Regions from separate parts of the Sus scrofa genome. Here region 2 is linked to region 1. A link is a contact called in public Hi-C data. All regions are on one chromosome and are shown on one strand. The core of a region is the stretch at or near the end of the contact, and the rest is flanking DNA. Distances in the headings are between cores, read along the strand shown.

Region 1 (3,039 bases), core at 404-2,903:
CCACTAAATTAACCTCTCTTTTAGAATATGGGTCACAACTCACAGTTGGGCAAACACTGCTTGTCCAGCTACTGCTGCCTTATGTCAGCCACATTTATGCAGGTGATGGTGAGGAAGCCTACCTGCCCTTGAGTTGATGATGGCCCTCGGAGTGGCTCTGGAAGGGCAGAAAATGATGAGATGTCAAAGTTGCTGGGGAGAGAGAGGAAGAAAGTATAGGAAAAGATAAATGAGAAGTGAAGTAAGATGTTTTATGGAGCCAAGCATAGCTATTTTCTATTTCCAAAAAACCCTAATTCTCAAGAATGGAAGGGAGCCTTCTCTCCACACCTACTCTTATCTTCCAAATGATTTCATGTGGTTTGAGGATAGAGAAAGAAATAAAGGTAAGATCCCAGTGGATTTAAAAAAAAAAGCAGAAAAAAATGGAGGTGAGTGGAGTTCCCGTCGTGGCGCAGTGGTTGACGAATCCGACTAGGAACCATGAGGTTGAGGGTTCAATCCCTGCCCTTGCTCAGTGGGTTAATGATCCGGCGTTGCCGTGAGCTGTGGTGTGGGTTGCAGACACGGCTCACATCCTGCACTGCTGTGGCTCTGGCATAGGCTGGCAGCTACAGCTCCGATTAGACCCCTAGCCTGGGAACCTCCATATGCCGAAGGAGAGGCCCAAGAAATGGCAAAAAGACAAAAAAAAAAAAAAGGAGGTGAGTGAGAAATTGAGAGAAAGCAATGAAGCAGATCTAGATTTGTGTGACATATTAATGACTACCAGCTCAGTTTTCTGTACTGTAAGGGAAGAGGCGAATTTTCAATGTCTCATAGCAGTAATAAAGGCAGGCATGGTTATTTCTTTGTTGAAAGTAGACTCAAAAAGTGAAAGAAGCTTTTAAAACAACAACAACAACAACTCACTAACTGTCATGAAAGCCAAAACCCTCTCTACTTCTATGCAATAGCTATTTAGTTGCTGACAGCATTTTATCCTGCACATTTACTGACAGAGAGCTTTAGGGCCACTGCTGGGCTCTCTAGTTAGTGAGCCCATATTGCTATCTTTCTGGATGTTAAAAATCACACATTGTTTGTTACTACCAGGTCACATAGTAGCTGCAGACTTAGGATTCCAAAAAGTATTCAATAGTAGTAGTTTTTGTGCCATTTTTACCAAGGTACTTTTGGCAGTGTTGTTGCCAAAACTGAGATAACACTTCAGCCTAGAGTCACTTTCAGTTTTAGAATTCTTATCTTCCAATCCTTAACTTATCTACAAGAATATGAGTCCCACAGGGCTGGGCTGTGTCTTGTGCACCTCTCTATCTTTGGCAATTAGCCTAGTGCCCAAGACCTAAAAACACTAAATGAGTATTTGTTAACATTATTGAAGAATGCTCAGAAAACCAAGTGCATTGTTGCTGTTGTTGTTGTTTTGGGGGTATACCCAACCGCATGGGAAAGTTCCCAGGTCAGGGATCAAACCTGTGCCACAGCTGTAACCAGAGCCACAGCGGTGACAACACTTAACCCTTGGAGCCATGAGCGAAGTCCTTTTTTTTTTTTTTTTTAAATTGAGGTGTAGTTAATATATAACATTGTGTTTGTTTCAGATGTACAACATAATGATCCAATATTGCAAACATTGCAAAAGGATCATCCCAGTAAGTCTACTTAACATCCATCCCCCTACATAGTTACAAAACAGTTTTTTTCTTGTGATGAGAACTCTTAAGACCTACTCTTTATCAATTTTCAAATAGGCAGTACAGTATTATTAACTACAGTCACTCTGCTATTACATTACATCCTCAGAACTTATCTGTCTTATAATTGAAAACATGTACCCTTTCACCTCCCTTCATCCATTTCTCTCCCACCCTCACCCCCTGCTTGTGGCAACAAAAATCTTTTCTATATTCCTTGGAGCTTGTTTTTTTGTTTTGTTTTTTGTTTTTAAACTATAAAGATTTACCTGTGAAGTTCGTCAGAGTATTTAAAACTCTGGTTCTAATTGCATGTATATTTACTGCCTTAAAACTTTGTTTTCTGATCTCTGTTACATCTTGAGTTGGGATATCTTTGAGGCACTATAAATTAATTTTATTTTCTAATTTAAGATTATGGTTGTAAATTGTTATTAACATCAGTAGCTTTATTTGAAATGTAGATTTTGTGAATACATTATTCTGAGAACATTTTAATTATAGTCCTCAAATTATTTTCCAATTAAGAAAGTTAGCATTTTTCTTAGCTGGAAATTCCAATTACTTTCAATCTCTCTTGAGTGAGACATTTATAGAAAAATATTAGAAATCATTTTAGCATATTCTAGTTTTTTTTAAAAACCAGATTTATCGTATCAAGCTGTTTTCTTGTTAAATGTGGTTTGGAGAGAAAAAGATTAAATTCTTTTTTTGTAATTTGGAGATGTTCTCAAAAAAGCAAATTGTATCAATGCTAAAGTATTTATAATGCAGTGAACATCCTATTTTGGTGAAAGGAAATAAATGTTATTTTTTATCCTGAGTTTTTTTCCCCTACAAATATTTTACTTCTAAAAAGAATTTCGAAGGCATTGATAACATGTACATATAAAAGGATATCTATAAAATGACTATTGTTAAAGTCATGTTTCTGACAAATGCCAGAGTTTCTGATCTGGATTATATATTAGACATCTAGAAGTTATATATTTCACTTTCTTCCCACAAAAGGAGAAAAATAATTTCTCCAGCAAATAGGTAAGAAGAAATATTTACTCATCCTCTTGCCTCATAAAGTTTGAAAACACAGTTCCAGACCTGTCCGGTCCTCACGAGGCAGAGGCAGCTGCAAAGACCCATTTCAGGTGTCCCATGGCTGTGACGCAGGTATTAGGAAAGCTCCAAACTGGTGTTCTCTTTGTTGACTCTTGGAGAAGAGTAACAAACTGAAACTCTGAGACTAGATAACACCAGACCATTAATGTTGCCAATGATTTGTAATTGGCCTTGAACTGGCTACCTTGAACATCTTCAGAAGTTTGAGACTATTAAGTGATTTCTG
Region 2 (3,062 bases), core at 159-2,658, 45 kb before region 1:
CTGATGAGACCACCTACATCTTTTTTATGTTTCTTAAAAGACACAGATGAATATGGTTCTTTGGAAGTAAGTCTTCAAAGATGAAGTAAAATTTGTTAAATTGCTTTATTACTAAATATCTTATTTTGCCTAAATGCCATATTTATAATATTTAGTTAAGATAAACCCTTGTGTGTTTTTATTGATTATTTCATTGAGATTTGAAAGATTATTTTGTTCTGCTTTTAGCAGATTGTAATTCTTAGTAGCACTTGAAAGCTGTTGCTTGAAAGCTTAGCAGAATGTCCTATAAGAATGATATTATTAATTATTTTTTCTTGCATTTGTCCATTGCAATTAAATATAGCAAAGTATAATTCAGTTTATTAGTTTGTCCTTTGCTTTTATTCTTCATGTATTTTTAAATACATTTAAAAATTTTTACCTCTTTAAATGTCTTTTTATAAAAAAAAAGAATCATTTTTGATTTTAGTACTTTTAAACACACTAGAATGCCAGCATTTAAGATGATTTTTCTGAAAGGAATATGCAAATTACATTGGTGTACATACATAATTTAGTTATGTAACATGGGTGTCAGTTTTCAGAAATGAGGTATTTTATATGAATTATAGTATGATAACTATTACATAAAATATGTATTATTCAGTTAGCCAGAGTAATGTGCTTTTTTCCATGTAGAGAATATTATGTATTGTAGCAGTTTTCACAAAATAAATGAATTTACATCCAATGCTTATGTTAGATGCAGTATGTGAGAGGGCATTGTGAAGAATATTCCTGCAACAGTTTGAAAGGAGAGTAGCCATGTCTTTGAATCATAAGAATCATAGCATGTTACTAGTGAAGTGGGACTAAGATTTTAAAATACCATGAGACAAGCTAATTTCTTTTCTTGATTGTGCTTCTAAATATGTCTACAAAGCTTAGGATGGAGTAAGAATATCTTGAAAGGTATAATATAAATACCAATCTTTGAAAATGTCTGCAGTGATTTTTTTTTTATGAATTCAAATCTTCCCTCAGCTGCTGTAATAAAGTGATTATAGTATAGATTCATGTTAGATTAAAATTTAATGCAAATAGAAAAATATTTGCAAAAGTACCCTTTTGATGGTACTTAAAATCTAAACTTTGCTCTTTTCACTCCTTATAGTATCATTTCTGAAAATTCAAATATGTTAAGTCCGCATTGATTTATCATGGCCTAACTTGTGTATATCCTAGCAGTTTATACTGTGTTGGCTTTGTAGACATACAGTACAGAGTTTCATTTGAAAGATATACATTGCTTTAAAATTATTGTGGGTTTGTAGTAACTGATTAACAACCCAAAACCATGGTCCCTGTCAAAGCTAGGATTACGAAAGTTGTGTTCCGGAGAGTGTCAACACCTGAGTACGATGTCAGTGACATACAGCAAGCAGTATCAACTTACTGTTTTTCCAGCATAGTTTAGAGCTCAGATTCTAGAGCCAGACTGCCTGAGTTTAAATCTTCTTGTCAGCTGTGTGACCTTGAACACATTCTTTGTTTCTGTGATTTGAATTCCTCATCAGTAAAATAGGAATTGGCCTCATGAGATTTACGTGAGGATTAAATTAGCTAATATATGTAAAATATTTTAGAACAGGTGGCATATGGTAAGCATTTCACTGTTTGCTGTTATATTTGTTATTTTCATTAAGGTAGATTTAAAAGTTCATATTCCCTTTTTGTCAGTCTTACAATTCTGTTGTTTGCTGAATTATCTAAATTCACTTTTCTATGTGAGTCATTTCCTATTAATTTTTCCCCTTTAAAATGCATATATCTCCAATTTATTTGTACAATTAAGTACAAATCATTAAATACTTGGAGAGCAAGAACACAGCAAAGTCACAAAATATATATAGTATAGTATATTTATGGAATTTTGGGGAAATAAATGTCTTAACCATGGTGCTGTGTATAGTGGTTAAGAACGTTGAGTTCTTGGAGTTCCTGTGATGGCTCATCGGAAATGAATCCAACTAGTATCCATAAGGATATGGGTTGGATCCCTGGCCCAGTGGGTTGGGGATCCAGTGTTGCTGTGAGCTGTGATGTAGGTTGCAGATGTGGTTCGGATCTTGCATTGCTGTGACTGTGGTGTAGGCTGGCAGCTGCAGCTCCGATTCGACCCCTAGCCTGGAAACTTCTATATGCTACTGGTACAGCCCTAAAAAAGGGGGGGGGGGTTCTTGGCCAGGACTGCACAGAACCAAATTCGAGCTCTACTGCTTGCTATTGTTACTTGATCTTTGTTAGCTTCTTCAGCTGTTAAATGTACAGAGTAGTAGTGCTGAGCTCAAAGATTTGTTCATATTCTGTATTTAATTGTAGAAGTGAACAAAAAAGCAAATATGGATTCTGCCCTTACGGAGTTTACAAGTATAAGCTAGTGGGCTAAAATGCAAAAATAATGTTGCTTAACTAGGTTTTATAGAGGTGAAATAAAATGATGCATCTAACCAACTCAGGTTTGGGCATTTGAAGGTGAGAAATGCCGGCTTAATAATAAGCACTATAAAGTAAATAGAATCAACTACATGGTTCTACTTTACTTGAAAATGTATGAAAAAGTCCTCTTACTCTGCTAACTAAAGTGGTTTTTCTTCCTTTTGCTCAGATTTATTTAAAAATGAAAGAATGATTAATTCTATTTCTCATGCTTGCTAGAACTCGTGTTGTTGTTTTTAAGAAAGAAATTATAGTGGTAAATATTCAGGATGTTGAAAAAATGTTCTTGTATAAGAAAGGATTAAGGTCAGCAAGAATATAGCTAATAAACTATAGGGGGGAAACGTCTTATTTCTTAGCTAAGCAGAGCCCCCCCACCCCGGTTTTTTTGTGGAATGAAATTCTTAACTCTTTTATTCACATTTCATTAAAAATTATTTTGAATGAGTGATATTAGAGATAAAAATACTAACATAGCCAATATTATTACCCAGTATACTTAATGACTAAGCTATTTGGCATATAGCTGGTCATATTTGGGGGGTGTAACAGTGGCTACTTTTGTATTTTAGCAGATGGCC

Evidence for each region. Hi-C and Micro-C count contacts between places; a contact is called where the count stands out from the background.
Region 2: a Hi-C map of liver shows a contact between it and region 1, with 6 times the contacts expected there. The contact joins two enhancer-like sites. A contact is called at or near these places in 1 of 5 promoter capture datasets (liver) and 2 of 47 Hi-C or Micro-C datasets (liver and skeletal muscle).

Annotation. Positions count from the first base shown.
Region 1 is chr1:56,892,280-56,895,318 of Sscrofa11.1, reverse strand. The region is part of intron 14 of RNGTT (mRNA-capping enzyme); the gene reads left to right. Among named protein-coding and RNA genes, the nearest start is that of RNGTT, 170 kb to the left of the region's middle. Within about 2 kb of position 1,653, at least 4 of the 83 cell types and tissues checked have an H3K27ac peak or open chromatin away from gene starts, as enhancers often do. A contact at or near this core is called in liver, where this site is marked.
Region 2 is chr1:56,936,802-56,939,863 of Sscrofa11.1, reverse strand. The region is part of intron 13 of RNGTT (mRNA-capping enzyme); the gene reads left to right. Among named protein-coding and RNA genes, the nearest start is that of RNGTT, 120 kb to the left of the region's middle. Within about 2 kb of position 1,408, at least 1 of the 83 cell types and tissues checked has an H3K27ac peak or open chromatin away from gene starts, as enhancers often do. A contact at or near this core is called in liver, where this site is marked.